Linked DNA regions of Sus scrofa: region 2 is linked to region 1. Evidence: chromatin contacts called from public HiChIP or PLAC-seq data. All regions are on one chromosome and are shown on one strand. Each heading gives the region's core, a stretch centred on a gene start, on an enhancer-like site or on the middle of the called end of the contact. The rest is flanking DNA. Distances are from core to core; before and after follow the strand shown.

Region 1 (4,450 bases), core at 796-3,295:
CTTTACTCCATTCTCTAAGCTACTGGCTAGAGGAAGGGGGGGTGGGTGTGTATCAAGGGCTTCTCCTAAGCATACCACCTGGCAGTTAAGCAAAGTACTACACTGTGGCAATGACGTCAACTCAAACTCAAGTTGCCAAGTCAAACTCAACTACTGCTTCTTCAAAACCTATATCCATTTGGTCCACATGGCACACACAACTACCCAACATACTGCAGGATTCCTGGGTATCATAAAATGAGATCACCTTGAGGTTCCAACTGTAATGAACACAGGGTTGGGAAAAACGTTCTAATACATCTTTTGGACAATTCTTAGAAATCAGCACAGCTTTGCGTATTTAATGCCATGTTTAGTAAAAGCTGGTTGGCAGAAGCAATTGGCCAAGGCCTGATGATCACTATTTATGAATGGGTGGTGATGATCAGTCGAATAAGCATTTCTTTTAGTTGTCTATACTTAGAAAGCAGTTCTCCAAGAATGCAGTCAAGTCAACCAGGCAAATATTCACAACAAAAGAAAATAGTCACACTTGGTTCCTGACTGCACCTGTTGTCTACTATTAACTGACTAGTCTGCAGTAGATCCAAACTGTTTTCAGTCTCTTTTGGTTAAAGATGCCAGAGCCTCACATTCTTCCCTAACTTAATTAAGCTCCCTGAGATTTCTACGTGCAGAAACATAGAAAGAACCAAATTCTATCAATACATGTTCTGCTTAAGAAATAGTCACTCATGAAAAACCCAACTCACTGAATTTGGGTTGCTTTTACAAGAATAAGCCCACTTTTACAGAGTTCCTATAAACCAGTGGTCAGCAAACTTCTGTCAAGGGCCAGACAGGCAATACTTCAGGCTTTGCAGATCATGCAGTCTTCATCATGAGTACCCCATACTGCAGATGGAGCCCTAAAGTAGCCACAGACACACTACTGAACAGGCATGGCTGTGTGCCAAGAAAATAGCAAAAACAGGCAGTAGGTGCAAACTGGCCTGTGGTTTACAGACCCCTGGCTTTTAAAAAGTCAATTCTAAAATGTGTTTTTAAAAAATCATTCTTAAACATCAGTTGTTTAAAAAAAAAAAAAAGTCCCCTCACAGACAGTTGTCTGTTCCCCTTAAAGCTTCATACTTCACCAAGGGCGAGGTAGGAAATGGCCACATGTGGGGGTCTTGCATACAGGCAGAGAAGAAAGCAAACAAAATGGGCTGGAAACTAAATCAAGTTGTCCTGGGCATTTTGACTCTCTGATCTCAAATGTCTCACAAACTGTGGCCTGCATTAAAAATGCCTCCCAGGGGCAGGGTGTTAATTTCATCCTGGGGGAGAATAAAGTTTGGACCTTTCTAGCAGTTCTTGACATTTAAATATACTAATACTTGGGGGGGGGGGAGTTGAGGGGGAGGTAGAATTCTCCTGAAAATACTCAAAAATTACAGGGACCAGAGTACAATGCTAAGTGTTTATCTTCTGCTTGTGAATCAAGAGATTTTTGTACCAAGACATTGATGGTCAATTAGCTGCTTTTGCTGTCATTCTCAAAATGTTAAGGGTCAAAAATACTAACTTCAAGCTTTCTAGAAAATGAGGAAAACACAATTTGCTTCCATCTCGTGGCAGCAGCTCATACTACAGCCAAAGCAGTTTTCTGAAATTTATGTTGATGGCTTTTCCACTAAGAATACCCTAGAATCCCAAAGATTACAGGTGGGGAATTTTCAAGTGTGTCCATGTTCCACTGTAGATCAAAGAAGCTTAACTAACAGAACTGTGGACTGCCTGACATGACAACTGTGGATTGAACAAGAATTCTGCTTGAAAGGGCTGTCTTGAGGATTATGACTTAAAACAATGGAGAAACTACAGTGACTGGCAGTGGAAGAATTAGAACATGTGAAATTCCTTAAAAATGTATTGACTTAAATTATTTTTTCCTATGTTACACAATAAAAAAAAAAAAAAAAAATCTTACACTGTGTTAAGAAACCTCCCAGACAATGAAGAGGGGGGAAAAAAAAAATCATGGTCTGTGTCTCCATCTGGTGGCAGCAGCTCATACTACAGCCAAACCCAAATTTGCTAACAGTTTTGGTAACAGGACACAACAGAACTCCCCAACAGCAGAATTTCCTAAAGATGACGGGTCAGCTATGTACAAACTTACTGTTTGAGAGAACATAATCTAATTATGCCGTTCTATCCTTAACAGATTTAAGTTTCAAGAAAACACATTCAAATTTCAACATATAAAATTCTTTTTTTCAGTACAGTTGAGGCTTTATTTATCTACTTCTATATTACACCTTCAACTACTTTCTTTTATACTGAGAATGCTGGGCATGATAGAATTAATCTGCCTAACTGCTCAAATGCTTTATGCCACATTACAAATATTACCTCAGAATAGTGATATTAATACCATCACTGCCCATATTTATTACTGAAAATACATCCAAGATCCTGCACATGCTTGTCCACTCGCCCTCACTTGCCATAATTTTTGGTCCTTGTACCATTCCTACATTGTCAGAGTGCTTAGCCATTACATCCTATACTCATCCTAACCTTCATTAAGTCTTAATTTTACAAGTAACTACATAGTTAATGCTACCATTAGTCTTTATGTCAGTATCTCTCTAGGTATTTTGGTTGTTTGAAGCACAAAATATAAAATTCTTATTGAGAGTTTTTTGGGGAAAAAAAAACAGCTAAGTAGCCTATACCTGTGTAAAATATTTTCCATCCTGTTTCAATACTTTCATTGAGAGGTCAAGAATCAGTCTGAGAAACTCCCACGTGGAATCTGGATGTTAAAAAAAATAAGTTTTATAAATATGGGATTACATGCATCAGAATCATCTGAAGTCAAATATTCACATTAATATTCAATGATACCACAAAAAAAAAAAAAGAAAAGAAATAGCCATGAGCTTAAGGCTCAATATTCCAGGGCTTATTTGTGAATAGTAATATATGGTCATCTATTTTGTGTCTTACACACACATGCACATACACACATATACAAACCAAATCAAGAGCAAATGTGCACGTATGTGGTAGCACTGCTCTCACAATACCCATGAAGATTTGAACCAAAGGCAGTGCTTGAAATCTGAAAGATAAGAGCTTTAAGTAAGGGGGAAAGCAACATCCCAAGGGAGAAACCAAGACGGTCAGCAAGGGTCTTCATGTGGGAACCCAGCCTGGAAATCCACCAGGAGGAAGAGGTAATTGAAAAAACATTACCACTGAAATCCTAAGCTAGCAGTGATTTCAAGTATGTGGTCTGAGAAGGGAGATTGCCTGTGGTATTGCTTAGAAAGGTCACCATGTTATCGTGGCACAGGTTTAAAAAAAAAAAAAAAAACTACATCATGTAAATAAATTAGCAAACATGCTAATGTCTCAATGGTATGATTACGAGTCATTTTATTTCATGTGTGTTTCAAAAGAGTTAATTTTGCTCATTTAGTGACAGAACAGGGTTTGACCAAAGCCAAATCCAGCCATCTTTCCACCATGAGCCTCAGTTTAACTTCTTTTTTTTTTCCTGCCTTTTTGGCTTTTTAGGGCCATACCAGAGGCATATGGAGGTTCCCCGGCTAGGGGTCTCATCAGAGCTACAGCTGCTGGCCTATGCCACAGCCACAGCAGTGCAGGATCCAAGCCGAGTCTGTAACCCACACCACAGCTCACAGCAACCAGGGACCGCCAAGGTTCCTGGTTGGATTCATTTCTGCTGCACCACAACGGGAACCCCTCAATTTAACTACTTTTAATAAATGAAGGAACTTCACTAGACAGTCTTTTTTTTCTTTTTCTTTTTAGGGCTGCACCTGCAGCATAGGGAAGTTCCCCAGGGATGGAACCTGCATCCTCATGGATGCTAGTCAGATTCGTTTCCGCTGTGCCACGACGGGAACTCCTCCTAAAGAAGCTCTTAAGATCTTTCACTCTCACCTAGTGCCAAGAAAATAAATTCCATGATCAAGTACATTGGTTAAAAACAGAAAACAGAATCTACCTTCTTCCGGAGATGTGGAGATTGGAACGGCTGTCAAATCATTAATCACATAATCAAACTCTCTCCCTTCTTTGGCGTACCTCTTCAGTACTGGAATGCAGTCTTCTATTAGAACCTTCCAGAGGGAACACGAATAGATGTGGGTAAACCAACACACATGGAAGTAATTCAACACTTGTACAAGGAAGGGGGACAGGCAGGCACAAGGGGCCTGAGATCCACAGCACCTGCCAAATGAACAACCCTGACTTCCACCCATGCCTGCTGAGAGCTAAATCCAGGGCTTACCGTGCACTTCACATGCCTGCTCATCTAACCTACACAACTCTGCCCCAGGCACAGGGGCACCCCCACTTTACAAATGGAGAAATGAACAAAAAAGGTCATCAAGCTTACTCAAAGGTACCCAGTAAGAAACCGGGCCAA
Region 2 (4,002 bases), core at 1,143-3,642, 140 kb before region 1:
CAACAGCTATGATAGCTGGGAAAAATAATAGGCTTCCTGTCCTTTGCTGCTTGTTTATAATAAGAGCATATGCTTGCAGGGAACACAGAATCCTAAACCAAAAATGATGCTGATTTCCCCATGCTAAATTTCCAGTTGAAACCTACACTGCTGGTTTCACAATATAAAACCACTCATGACCTCCTGGGACACGAGAGGAGAAAGGCAAGGAGATAGAGGTAACAAATTTACCCTTTATTCACAGGAACAGATGCATCCTTATTTATCTTTGATGGTGATCACCCATAGCAAAGAGCACCACGGAGCCATATCCCCACATTCCATTCTGAGACCAGAGTAACCAACACAAAAGCCAAGGTATTGGACCTTAGCTCACTGCAGGTATCTGGACCCTCCCAGTCCAGGAGGCAGGTCACTTGGGAATGCTGAGGACGAGAGCCCTTAGGAGGCACTGTAACTAGCTGCAGTCCAGAGCCTGACAGTGAGGGAAAGAAAAGCTTCTCCCCCTCACAAATCGGAACATTTTTCCAGCTTTCCCAATGGGTTGCCAAGTGACTCAGCACTGGCCCAGTGTGGGCACTATTATTGATGAGAAATCTTCTGCCTGGGTGATATACTGCACCCAACACATGCCCAAAGAACAGTGCCAAGTCATACCAGGAAGAGCCGGCAAATTATTCACCTCCACTTCGAATGCAGGCAAATCCTGTCTTAATGCAGGGGCTACTTAGTATCAGAAAGACAAAGCCCTAAGATAGCCAGAGATTTCCATCTACGATTCAAGGAATTATTAGGCAGAGCCTCTCCTTTCTTGTTGACTATTAAAAGGCAATCAAATCGAGGACAGCACAGAAAAAGGGCAAGAAAAAATAATAATTTTTCAAAAAACAACCCCATGGCAGAAAGCTGCATAAAAGCCTTCAGCACCCTAAATGCTGTCTTTGTGAGTGCTACGAGCTCCACCCAGAGGTCATTTCTAGATCTGCAAGTTCATTCAATTTGGCAAAAGAAAATCTGTATCTTCTGGGGTCCAGGGCCCCAATGGCTTTGGAGAACTGCTAGAAATTCTTGGACAACATTCCCTCATTCTTGTCTTTCATGAAAGGAGCTGCTCTGAACTCTGAAATGCAAGATATACTCAGGGAACCTGGTGAGATCCAGCAGAACAACTACCTTTGATATCTGCACCTGTCAAGGAACTAGTTTGAGTTCCTGGCAGGTTGAACTCAGCTCAAAGACAGCAGAGTGTTCAAAGAGTACTTTTAGAAGAAAAAGTGAGGGCTCTCATTGAAATAAAATATAAGACTGGAGAGCAACTCAGGAGTAAAGAAGAAGGTGTCTAATATTAGAAGGACTGGGAATAATCCTCCTTCAAGAAGGACCCATGGCTACTTGCCTAGAAGGCACCCACTCCCTTAGACAACCCGGAAGATCCACCTAAGGCGATCGCCAGCCACACTCTCCAAAGACCTGAACAGAGTCCTCAGAGTATGCCTCTGGTATTCACCCATTCGTAACACGCACACGCCCCTCACCACTCCACCCCACCCTCCACATCCGCGGCCCTCAGTCCACAAGGATTCAGGCTAGAGTCAAGAGCCCCCAGTGTACTGGGCTCTTAACTGCCTGGCGCAAGACATGCTCTGTTCCAGATACTATAAGCCAGCCCCGCAAATAAAACGAAGCCTTCAAAACAACAAAGACAATGACAGTATGTTGGTGCGGAGTGGTTCATCCACCATCTGGAGAGCTTCTCATCGCAGCTCTTGCGCTCCTGCCTTCATCAGCTTAAGCTGTATGTGACTTACGAAAGCTTTGACAGACTCTCAAGGGGGAAGAAAAAAATAGAACTTCCCCTTTGTCTTCCTCCAACACCCCCACTCCCTGCCACCCAAGTTCTTTCTTCGCTTTAAACATGGAACAGCCTTTTCATGTCTATTGACATAAATATCTACGGCAATGTTTATGCATCTCGGGAGTATTAAAGCTCTGGAAAATATCCATGCTAAACCTCTGCAAATTCCCATTTCAACAAGGCTAAGCACTGTTGCCCTCTTTTTTTTTTTTAATAGACTTTATTGTTTAGAGCAGTTTCAGGTTCACAGCAAAACTGAGAAGAACGTACAGAGTTTCTACAGACCTCTGGCCCCCACACATGCACAATGTCCCCATTACCTATACCCCCCACCAGAGTGGGACATAGGTTACAAATGATGAACCTACAGTGACACACTGTTAGCACCTCAAGTCCACAGATTACCTCAGGTTCACTCTTGATGTTGGACACATATATAACAATATGTATATAACAATATGTATCATACAGAGGAGCTTCCCTGCTCTGAAAATCCTCTCCCTTTTTGTTTCTTGACCGTTGGGCAAAAATACTTGTGCTCAGCATGACTCAGTATGAGCCTAAGTAATGCTCCTGAGGTCTGCCTAGGGACATGAATCACCAAGGAGACTGTTTAAAATCACAAATGTTCAGACTGCACCCTCATTCCACTAAATCAGACCTTGCCAGGGAGAGGCCCAGAAAGCTATAGTTGGTCCACGCATCCTTGGTGATTGCTATGATCAGGAAATTTTCAAAAACACCTCTCTAAAGAAGGAATGTTCCCAACTTCAGCCTCCCAACTGTAGAACAACAACAAAGTCTATCAAGAATGTAGAAGGTACAGAGTTCCCATTGTGGCACAGCAGAAACAAATCCGATTAGTATCCATGAGGATGAGGGTTAGATCCCTTGCTCGGTGGGTTAGGGATCCAGCGTTGCTATGACCTGTGGTGGAGGTCACAGACTTGGCTCGGATCCCTCACTGCTGTGGTTATGGCTGTGGCCTGCAGCTATAGTTCCAATTCAACCCCTATCCTGGGAACTTCCATATGCTGTAGGTGTGGCTCTAAGAAGCAAAAAAAAAAAAAAAAAAAAATGCAGCAGGTAGGGAACCCTCCTACACTGTTGGTGAGAATGTAAACTGGTACAACCACTATGGAAAACAGTATGGAGGTACCTCAAAACTAAATAGAGAACTACCATATCATCTAGCAATCCCACTCCTGGGCACATACCTGGACAAAAGTACAAATCAAAAATATACATGCATCCCTATGTTCACTGCAGCACTATTCACAATAGCCAAGATATGGAAACAACCTAAATGCCCATCGACAGATGAAGGGATTAAGAAGATATGGTACATATATACAATGAAATACTTCTCAGCCATAAAAAGAATGAAATAATGCCACTTGCAGCAACATGTATGGAACTAGAAACTCTCATACTAAGTGAAGTAAGTCAGAAAGACAAATACCATGTGCTATCACTTATATGTGGAACCTAAAATATGGCACAAATGAACCTATCTACAAAACAGAAACAGACTCACAGACATAGAGAACAGACTTGTGGTTGTCGAGAGGGAGGGAGTAGGATGGACAGGGAGTTTGGGGTTAGTAGATGCAAGCTATTACATTTAGAATGGATAGGCAATGAGGTCCTACTGTATAGCACAGGGAACTATATCCAGTCTCTTAGGATGAAGCATGATAGAAAATAATATAAGAAAGGGAAAGTACATATATGTACGACTGGGTCACTTTGCTGTACAGCAGAAACTGACACACCACTGTAAATCAACTATACCTTAATTTAAAAAAAAAAAGAATGTAGCAGGTGTTTCCTACCCACATGACATCTAGCTCCATCAGAACCCCTAGGGTTCAAGAAAGGTCTCATTCTTTATTATTTTTTTTTTTTGTCTTTTTTTTTGCCATTTCTTGGGCCACTCCTGCGGCATATGGAGGTTCCCAGGCTAGGGGTTGAATCGGAGCTGTAGCCACCAGCCTACACCAGAGCCACAGCAACACTGGATCCGAGCCGATCCACAGCTCACGGCAACACCGGATCCTTAACCCACTGAGCAAGGCCAGGGACCGAACCCGCAACTTCATGGTTCCTAGGCAGATTCGTTAACCACTGAGCCACGACGGGAACTC

The links. HiChIP or PLAC-seq counts read pairs in DNA pulled down with a chosen protein or histone mark.
Region 2: an H3K27ac HiChIP or PLAC-seq map of alveolar macrophages shows a contact between it and region 1. The contact joins two enhancer-like sites. A contact is called at or near these places in 3 of 47 Hi-C or Micro-C datasets (embryonic fibroblasts, fetal heart ventricle and fibroblasts) and 1 of 2 datasets of contacts at active chromatin or transcription factors (alveolar macrophages).

Annotation. Positions count from the first base shown.
Region 1 is chrX:18,159,801-18,164,250 of Sscrofa11.1, reverse strand. SMS (spermine synthase) reads right to left here. Exons shown (of 11, transcript XM_021079653.1): 8 at 4,025-4,139; 9 at 2,724-2,803. Among named protein-coding and RNA genes, the nearest start is that of PHEX, 41 kb to the left of the region's middle. Within about 2 kb of position 2,045, at least 1 of the 83 cell types and tissues checked has an H3K27ac peak or open chromatin away from gene starts, as enhancers often do. A contact at or near this core is called in alveolar macrophages, where this site is marked.
Region 2 is chrX:18,304,976-18,308,977 of Sscrofa11.1, reverse strand. The region is part of intron 12 of PHEX (phosphate regulating endopeptidase homolog, X-linked); the gene reads right to left. Among named protein-coding and RNA genes, the nearest start is that of PHEX, 100 kb to the right of the region's middle. Within about 2 kb of position 2,392, at least 5 of the 83 cell types and tissues checked have an H3K27ac peak or open chromatin away from gene starts, as enhancers often do. A contact at or near this core is called in alveolar macrophages, where this site is marked.